Regions from separate parts of the Oryctolagus cuniculus genome. Here region 2 is linked to region 1. The links are chromatin contacts, called in public Hi-C maps. All regions are on one chromosome and are shown on one strand. Each heading gives the region's core, a stretch centred on a gene start, on an enhancer-like site or on the middle of the called end of the contact. The rest is flanking DNA. Distances are from core to core; before and after follow the strand shown. Region 1 overlaps FAM13A (family with sequence similarity 13 member A). Region 2 overlaps FAM13A (family with sequence similarity 13 member A).

Region 1 (3,778 bases), core at 358-2,857:
GAGTGGCTCCGTGGAGCCCCCACTCCTGCCTCTCAGGGTCTGCATCATTAGCAAGAAGGAGTCAGGAGTTGGATGCGTATATCCACCCCAGGTACTCCACCTTGGGATATGGGCGTTGTAACCAGCATCTTAGCGGCCAGCCCAAGCAGTTAAACAGAAAAAGGATTCTGTATGGCACAACAGGAAGATGGGACCTTGACCTACAAAGTCTTGGAGCCAGGTGCTGCCTGGTCACAGGTGTGACAGGACTCATTTGCACATTCTAGGTTGAGTAAAACTGCAACTCTCAGGTACAAGTATCCCCTGAATTTGTCAGTGTAGTTTAGTATTCTTCAGTTGGTTACCTAAGTGTGACTACTGAAAGTGTTTGGTGTTGATGTAATGCATGGTCTTTTTTATTTTTTTAGGACTTATTTATTTGAAAGGCAGAGTTTCATATATACACACACACACACACACACACACACACACACATATATATATATAGAGAGAGAGAGAGAGCGCACAAGCGAGCAAGCTTCCATCTACTGGTTCATTTCCCAGATGGCTACAATGGCCTGTGGCTGGACCAGGCTCAAGCCAGGACCAAGGAGCTTCACCCGGGTTTCCTGTGTGTGTGGCAGGGGCCCATACTTGGGTCATCATCTGCTACTTTACCAGGTGCATTTCTATGGAGCTGGATTGGAAGTGGAGTAGCCAGGACTCAACTAGTATTCCTATGGGATGCTGGCATCACGGGTGGTGATCTAACCAACTGTACCATAATGCCGACCCATATTCCGTGTTCTTTTCTCCAAAGTTGACTGAGCATATCATGCAAAACTATTTATATTTTCACTTTTTAAAGCCATGTATTCAGTCAGTCGCCCAAATATGTGGGTTACACATTTTCAGATTCTACCAACTGCAGATTGAAAATACTTGAAAAAATTGAGTCTTTGCTGACATGAAGACTTTTTTTGGTCACTGTTGCCTGAACAATAGTAGCTCTGTAGCATTTCCACTGTATTAGATAATTGTAATCTAGAAGCTACGAAGCATACATAGGAGAATTTGCAGAGCTGGCATGAAGATGCTCTCCTATGTTATTGAAGGGTTCTTGTGCAGCCCTGGATGTGGCTGTCTTGGGGGAAGGGTTCATATTGCATAAAAAGCTTTACTTATCTTTAACTCTTTCACCTCTTCTACACACTGTTGCACTGTACATGTCCTATCTTTATGCATTGGACTTATTGCAGTCTTGCTGTTTCTAAGTAATGGTTCAGTGGTAAACTTTGAATGTGCGTCATGTCAAGCATGTATGAGTGCGTCTGTCTGTCTCGAACTACTAGAGGTAGGCTGGTGCGTGTGTAGTCAGCTCTGCAGCGGCTGAGCCAGTTTGTGTGCACATCATCATCGTGCGGGAACCTTGGCAAGACAGGCAGTAAGGCATGGCTTTCTCCACCCTCCCCCATCTGTCTAGCATACTTAGTTACACTCTACTAGGGTATATGCAGGTAATGCTGCCCAAACGCTCTAGTAGGCTAACTTGGCCATTCTTCAGTAGGGATGTGAAGTAGAGTTCCTAATTGAGTGTTGTCAAAATACACCTGCCTTGGCAACACCTGGTCTGAATCAGAATCATGACTGGGCAGGCTGGGCTAGGACCTGGCACCTGCATCTTGACTGTGTAGCGAGTTACTATGTACTGAACTGGAAATTCCTTCCTCAGGTTGAAGCTATCATTAATAAACCAAGGAACCCATGTACATTAGAAGGGGGGCATGAAGCTTAAGGACAAGATACTTCACTCCCTGTTATTCTTTATATTCTTTAGTAGTGTCTTCGAGTCAGCAAATATTTATTATATACCTGTGATATAGTCCACACTCTGTCAGAAATAGGGATGATTGGTCACATAATTTAATCAGAGGGAGATATTTTGATCTTAAACTGCATTTACAGGAAATAAAAAATTAACTTTTTTTAAAAAAAGACTGACTTATTTGAAAGTAACAGAGAGAGAGAGAGAGAGAGAGAGAGAGAGAGAGAGAGATATCTTCCATCCCAAATGACTGCAACAGCCAGGGCTGGGCTGAAGCCAGGACTTTATCTCGTCTCCCACATAAGTGGGAGAGGTCAAGAGAGACAGGACATCTTTCACTGCTTTCCCAGGCACATTTATTAGGGAACTGGATCAGAAGTGGAGCAGCCAGGACTTGGACTGGAGTGTATGTGGGATGCCAGCTCTGTAGACAGCTTAACCTGCTGCCCCACAGTGCCGGCTCCAACTTTAACAACTTGACATGAGAGAAATTTAGCACAGAAGGTCTTTACATAAATGATGTTTTTTTAATTTAAAATTATACAACTTACAATGCATTCCCTCTTTAAATTACTTTATAATTATTCGTCCTTCTTAGCATTAAGATATGGGTTACGCCATTTGGACAGTGTAGGATTCTCCATTGACCACCAGGTGGCAGAATGTGCTCATGTTTTGTCTAAGTGCTGGGCCAAATGTGCCATTTGGCAAATGGTGACTTGGGGTGTATTTAGTTTCATACGATTTTTTTTTTAAATTTATTCATTTGATAGTCAGAGTTGCAGAGAGGCAGGGGCAGAGAAAGAGAAAGGTCTTCCATCCTCTGGTTCACTCTACAAATGGCCGCAACAGCTGGAGCTGTGCTGATCCCAAGCCAGGAGCCAGGAGCCAGGAGCTTCTTCCGGGTCTCCATTGTGGGTGCAGAGCCCAAGGACTTGGGCCATCTTCTGCTGCTATCCCAGGCCATAGCAGAGAGCTGGATCAGAAGAGGGGCAGCCAGGACTTGAACCAGCATCCACATGGGATGCTGGTACTGCAGGCGGCAGCTTTACCTGCCACAGCGCTGGCCCCTATTCATACGATTTTGAAATAAAAAATCTCAGTTGTACCAAAAAGTAGCTATCGGTGGTATAGCTGTGAAGATATACAACTTTTCTGTCATTTCTAAGCCCTCATTAAGTTGTGGTTTCGTGGTGATTAACTGTGTCTTCCAAAATCAAGGATAAGAGGATCTCAGAAATGGAAGAGGGTAGCAATTTCACGAAGCCATTTCATGATCTTCAGAACATGGCTGGTACAGTCATAACTTCCTAAAACTTTAGGGTAGGAAAAGTCAGAGATTATATAGTCTGGTCAGCCTTAGATGGGAAATGGAAATATTATAGAATCACAAGAGACTTTTTAAAACTGGGTGGATTCTGTCTCCCAGGGTGATAGGCCCACATAAGCGTCCCCTGGTTGGAGAACCCTGAGTGTCATGAGCACTGCTTTGGGTGGGGGTGGGGGGGAGTTGTGCTGGTAGTGGCGTGGAGGCAGAAGTGAACGTCCGAGAAGCCCTGACGTCGAGACTTCCAGCCCTGACTTGTCTCTGCCAGTGTGGCCCGCTGGGATCCGCAGCCTGGAGGACCACAGGCTGTTCTTGGAGCGGAGCAGCTATTTTGAAATTGCTGGAAGTGTGTTTATTTGAGGAAAGGTTAAAAAAAGAACACTGTTGGGAGAGAAAGCCTAAGGTCACAGTTAGAAAAACACTGTGTGAGCGACAGACCCAGGCGCATTTGCTGGCCAAACACAGAAGGCAGCGTTAGGCTCAGGGGCTGGGTAAGCACAGGAGCAGGACAGAGAATTCTCGATTCTCAAGACTTGGGCTTGGGCCAGGGCTGGTGTGCTCCCTCTGTGATGCCAGCCTGTGTTTGAGTTAAAGGCAAACCTCTGAGGCGGGCTTTGGGCTCAGTGGTCAAGCCACTGCTTGGGACA
Region 2 (3,778 bases), core at 827-3,326, 310 kb after region 1:
CTTCAGCACCATTGACATTTGGGGCCAGCTCACTGCACTGGGTGCTGTCCTGTGCTTTGTGGGATGATACCTAGTGCTGGACTTCACCTACTACAAGCCGGTAGTCTGCCACTCCTACCCCTTCCCCAGGCGCAACAACCACAAGCCTCCCCAGACATGGCCAGATGCCCCCAGGGGAGCAGAGCACTGCAGCCACTCGGTTTGACCACTACAGCTACCGTCTTCTTGTTCATAACGCCGGATTCTTGGGGCAGGGATTCGGCACAGTGGTAAAGACATTGCTTTGGTGCCTGTATCCCGTATCAGAGTCTCAGCTCTGCCCTGATTCCAGCTTCCTTGGGAGGCCACAGGTGATGGCTCAAGTAGTTCACTCCCTACTACCCATGTGGAAGACCTAGAGTGAATCCCTAGCTCCTGATGTCAGCCTGGCCCAGCCCTAGCTGCTGCAGGTTTTGGGGAACAAATAGATTCCTGTGTCTGTCTCTCTGTCTTTGCCTTTCAAATAAGTAAAGTAAAACTGTACTTCTCACCAGTTTTTAAAGATATAAATATTCTCTCTAATCTGAGCGCAATTTGGCAGCAAATTACTACTTTTGAAGTCCTTCAGACTCTCAAATTATTTCTTCCTAGGCTCACTAAGCCTTAAGTTGCCATGATTGGACTTCATCATTTTTCCATTTATATTATCATCAAGACAGTGCATCCTAATTTTCTTAGAACCTTGGATGCTGCAAAATACAGTCATGACCCTTGGAAATGCCTTGGAAAAGCTCAAGTTTTATTATTCTGGTCACAGGAATATAAAAGTTTTGATCTCAAAATTTTTGTGCATTGAGCAACCATCAGATGCATTCTTCTCTCAACTCTTAAACAGAAAAGCTATATTCAATTTTGGGAAATATTCAGAGCCTAATCAAAAGTACTCTCTGGAGTATACAAGTAGTAAAATCCCTTAAAGCACCACTGGCTGGCATCGGGTTTTGCTTTGCACTATCACAGATCCGGAAATAGTTAGATTGTATTGGCTCCTTTGATGTGGGATATACATCATGATGGATACTCCTCCCTCCCATCAGCCTTGACAACTGAGGGTCGGGCAGCACTCTCATTTCTTTCACGAGTTTTCTGTTCTAGTCTGTTTTCCCTGTTTGGTGGCTGTGTTTGTGATTTAATTCTGTACATACAGATAATCAACATATATCCTTAATGAATTGCCATGTGTTGCTGCATGTAGACATGCAAAAATTATGTGGTATCCGGATCACTGAATGATTTTGTTAAGTGACATTTGTAACAAAAGTCAGCCCCCCAAAAAGTGAGCAGCTTTTTATTGGGGTTGCTGTGTACCTGCAGGAAGAAGAGGCGGGGTCAGAAGAGGATCACAACACGACGCCAGACTTCACAGTCACGCTGATGACGGACTTCAGCGCACGCTGCTTTCTGGACCAATTTGAAGATGATGCCGATGGGTTCATTTCCCCAATGGACGATAAAATACCCTACAAAGGCAGCCAGGACACAGGGTTTTCAAACCTTCATGCAGCGTCAATGTAAGTGGTGGTGGTGGTGGTGGTGGTGGTGGTGGTGGTGAAACATTTCAGTAAAAATTCTTAAGTACGAGGGCACTTTAAAATGTTCCTGGAAAATGGATTCAGCGTTAAGTTTATTTTGGTACAAAAGAATTTTGAAATTCACACAGTTTTCCTAATGCACACTTTCCAAAGACCACTTATATGCATAAACTTCAAATTGTACCAAAATAATTATTTTTCACCAACTTTCTGAAGCTACTTCATGTTGTCTCAATCTTTTAATTAAAGAAATTAAGAAAACACAAGTGGCTTAACCTGGGGTAGAACAGTGATTTAAAAAAAAAATTATGGCTCAGGTTTTATATGTGTGTGTGTGTGTGTGTATTTGAATCTGCCTCATCCCGTGTTAGTTGAAGGCAGCATCTGAGATCTGGCTTAAACCACCAGAAGGTCTCTGAAAATAGCACTGGGTAGCGCGCTCTGCACGGCTCATCATTGCACACACACTGAGCACAGATGTCATTACTTCCCTTCAAAGAAAAACATGACAAAGCGCCATGGGACTTCACAAGCCCTGCGGAGCCAGCAGTAGCAGGAGCTGGCTCTGTTGTCCACGCTTGGGCTTCCTGGAGCTAGTGCGGGCCCATTTCTGCTGACCCACAGCGCCCCCCAGAGCTTCCGCGTGGTGTTGTTTTCCCCACTCCCGCTGTGGAGTTGGAAGTGCATTGCGTTTACTGCGGTTCAGATTCCATCTTCTTGAATTTTTTTTTTCTCGCTCTCAGACCTGAGCTCTTGGAACACCTTCAGGAAATGAGAGAAGAGAAGAAGAGGATTCGAAAGAATCTCCGTGATTTTGAAGACAGTTTCTTCCGACAGAACGGAAGGTAGTGCATTTCTGCTCCCCTCTCTTCTCTCGTCTGGCAGATCGGGGGAAGGCCCCCAAAGGTGGGAACGCTTCCGCCGCCTCCCGGTGACCTGGCCCTGGCCCGTGCCCGGGACCGCTGCGAGGCTGACTGTGAGAGGATGTGGTGGGTGTAGACCTCCAGGAGGCAGAACCCCCTGGACACCGCCCAAGGCCGCGCAGGCTCAGCTAAGGGCCGTAAGCTAAGCTGTCACATCAGATTCTCATCTCAAATGAGCAGCCTGCAGCTCGGCTTCCAGTTGACAGCGCTGGGGTTTTTTCTCAAGAAACTAGAGAGAAAATCGTACTGAGTTTTATGCTCATTTTAAAAACAGGGATGGTGGCCAAGTCTGAGTGAAATGTATATACAGGGGAAGCATTTATGAGTAAGATCGCTTGACTGACAGATTGCATTTCTCCAGTGAGTTTTAACGGTCTAACGGAACCATCCTTATATAACATTATGCTGAAAAGTAGCCTTTTGTTGATAAGTGACTGTGCACAGCCAGCCTCTCAGCACAAGCCCAAGGGTAGAACCCCAGATAGAGCCGAATCTTTAAATATGTATTCGAATATTGGAAAGGCAGAGTGACAGCACGAGAGCGAGACGCAAAGAGAGCGAGAGCTTCCTTCTGCTGCTTTATCCCCCAAATGGCCACAACAGCCAAGGCTGGGCCACGCCAAAGCCAAGAAGCCAGGAATTCAGTACGGGTCTCCCACATAGGTGGTGAGGGCCTATGTACTTGAGCCCTCCTCTCCTGTCTCCCCGGGCTCACAAGCAGGAAGCTGGATCAGAAACAGAGTAGGCAGGACTTGAACCAGCGTTCCAGTGTGGGAGGCCGGCGTCTCAAGCAGCGGCTTAACTGCTGCATCACTGCACTGGCCCCAGCTGGAATCTCTTGAATTGGTATTAGATGTTGTCACTTTAAATTGGTCTTATTTTTGTCCTAATTATTTAAACTGTGACAGTATGGTTTGCCTACAGTGCCTTTTTATTCTTCTAAAAGCACCATGAGAATTGACGTTGGCATTTAAAATGTTGTATTCCAGTTTAGTTCAATTATCATATAAATTTATTTTTAGGATCTCTGATTTGCATCTGTCCTATAATTTTTTAAAAAGATTTATTTTATTTATTTGAAGTAGTTACAGAGAGAGGTAGAGACAGAGAGGTCTTTCATCTGCTGGTTCCCTCCCAATTGGCCACAACGGCCAGAGCTGTGCCAATCTGGAGCCAGGAGCCAGGAGCTTCTGCCGGGTCTCTCATGCAGCGGGTGCAGAGTCTTAAGGATATGGGCCATCTTCCACTGCTTTCCCAGGCCGTAGCAGAGAGCTGGATTGGAAG

What was found. Hi-C and Micro-C count contacts between places; a contact is called where the count stands out from the background.
Region 2: a Hi-C map of skin fibroblasts shows a contact between it and region 1, with 5 times the contacts expected there. The contact joins two enhancer-like sites. A contact is called at or near these places in 5 of 6 Hi-C or Micro-C datasets (ear pinna, embryonic fibroblasts, psoas muscle and 2 more).

The regions. Positions count from the first base shown.
Region 1 is chr8:76,601,459-76,605,236 of mOryCun1.1, forward strand. All of the region lies in intron 2 of FAM13A (family with sequence similarity 13 member A), which reads left to right. Among named protein-coding and RNA genes, the nearest start is that of FAM13A, 69 kb to the left of the region's middle. Within about 2 kb of position 1,608, at least 2 of the 8 cell types and tissues checked have an H3K27ac peak or open chromatin away from gene starts, as enhancers often do.
Region 2 is chr8:76,912,620-76,916,397 of mOryCun1.1, forward strand. FAM13A (family with sequence similarity 13 member A) reads left to right here. Exons shown (of 24, transcript XM_070047870.1): 21 at 1,354-1,550; 22 at 2,315-2,416. Among named protein-coding and RNA genes, the nearest start is that of NAP1L5, 33 kb to the right of the region's middle. Within about 2 kb of position 2,077, at least 1 of the 8 cell types and tissues checked has an H3K27ac peak or open chromatin away from gene starts, as enhancers often do.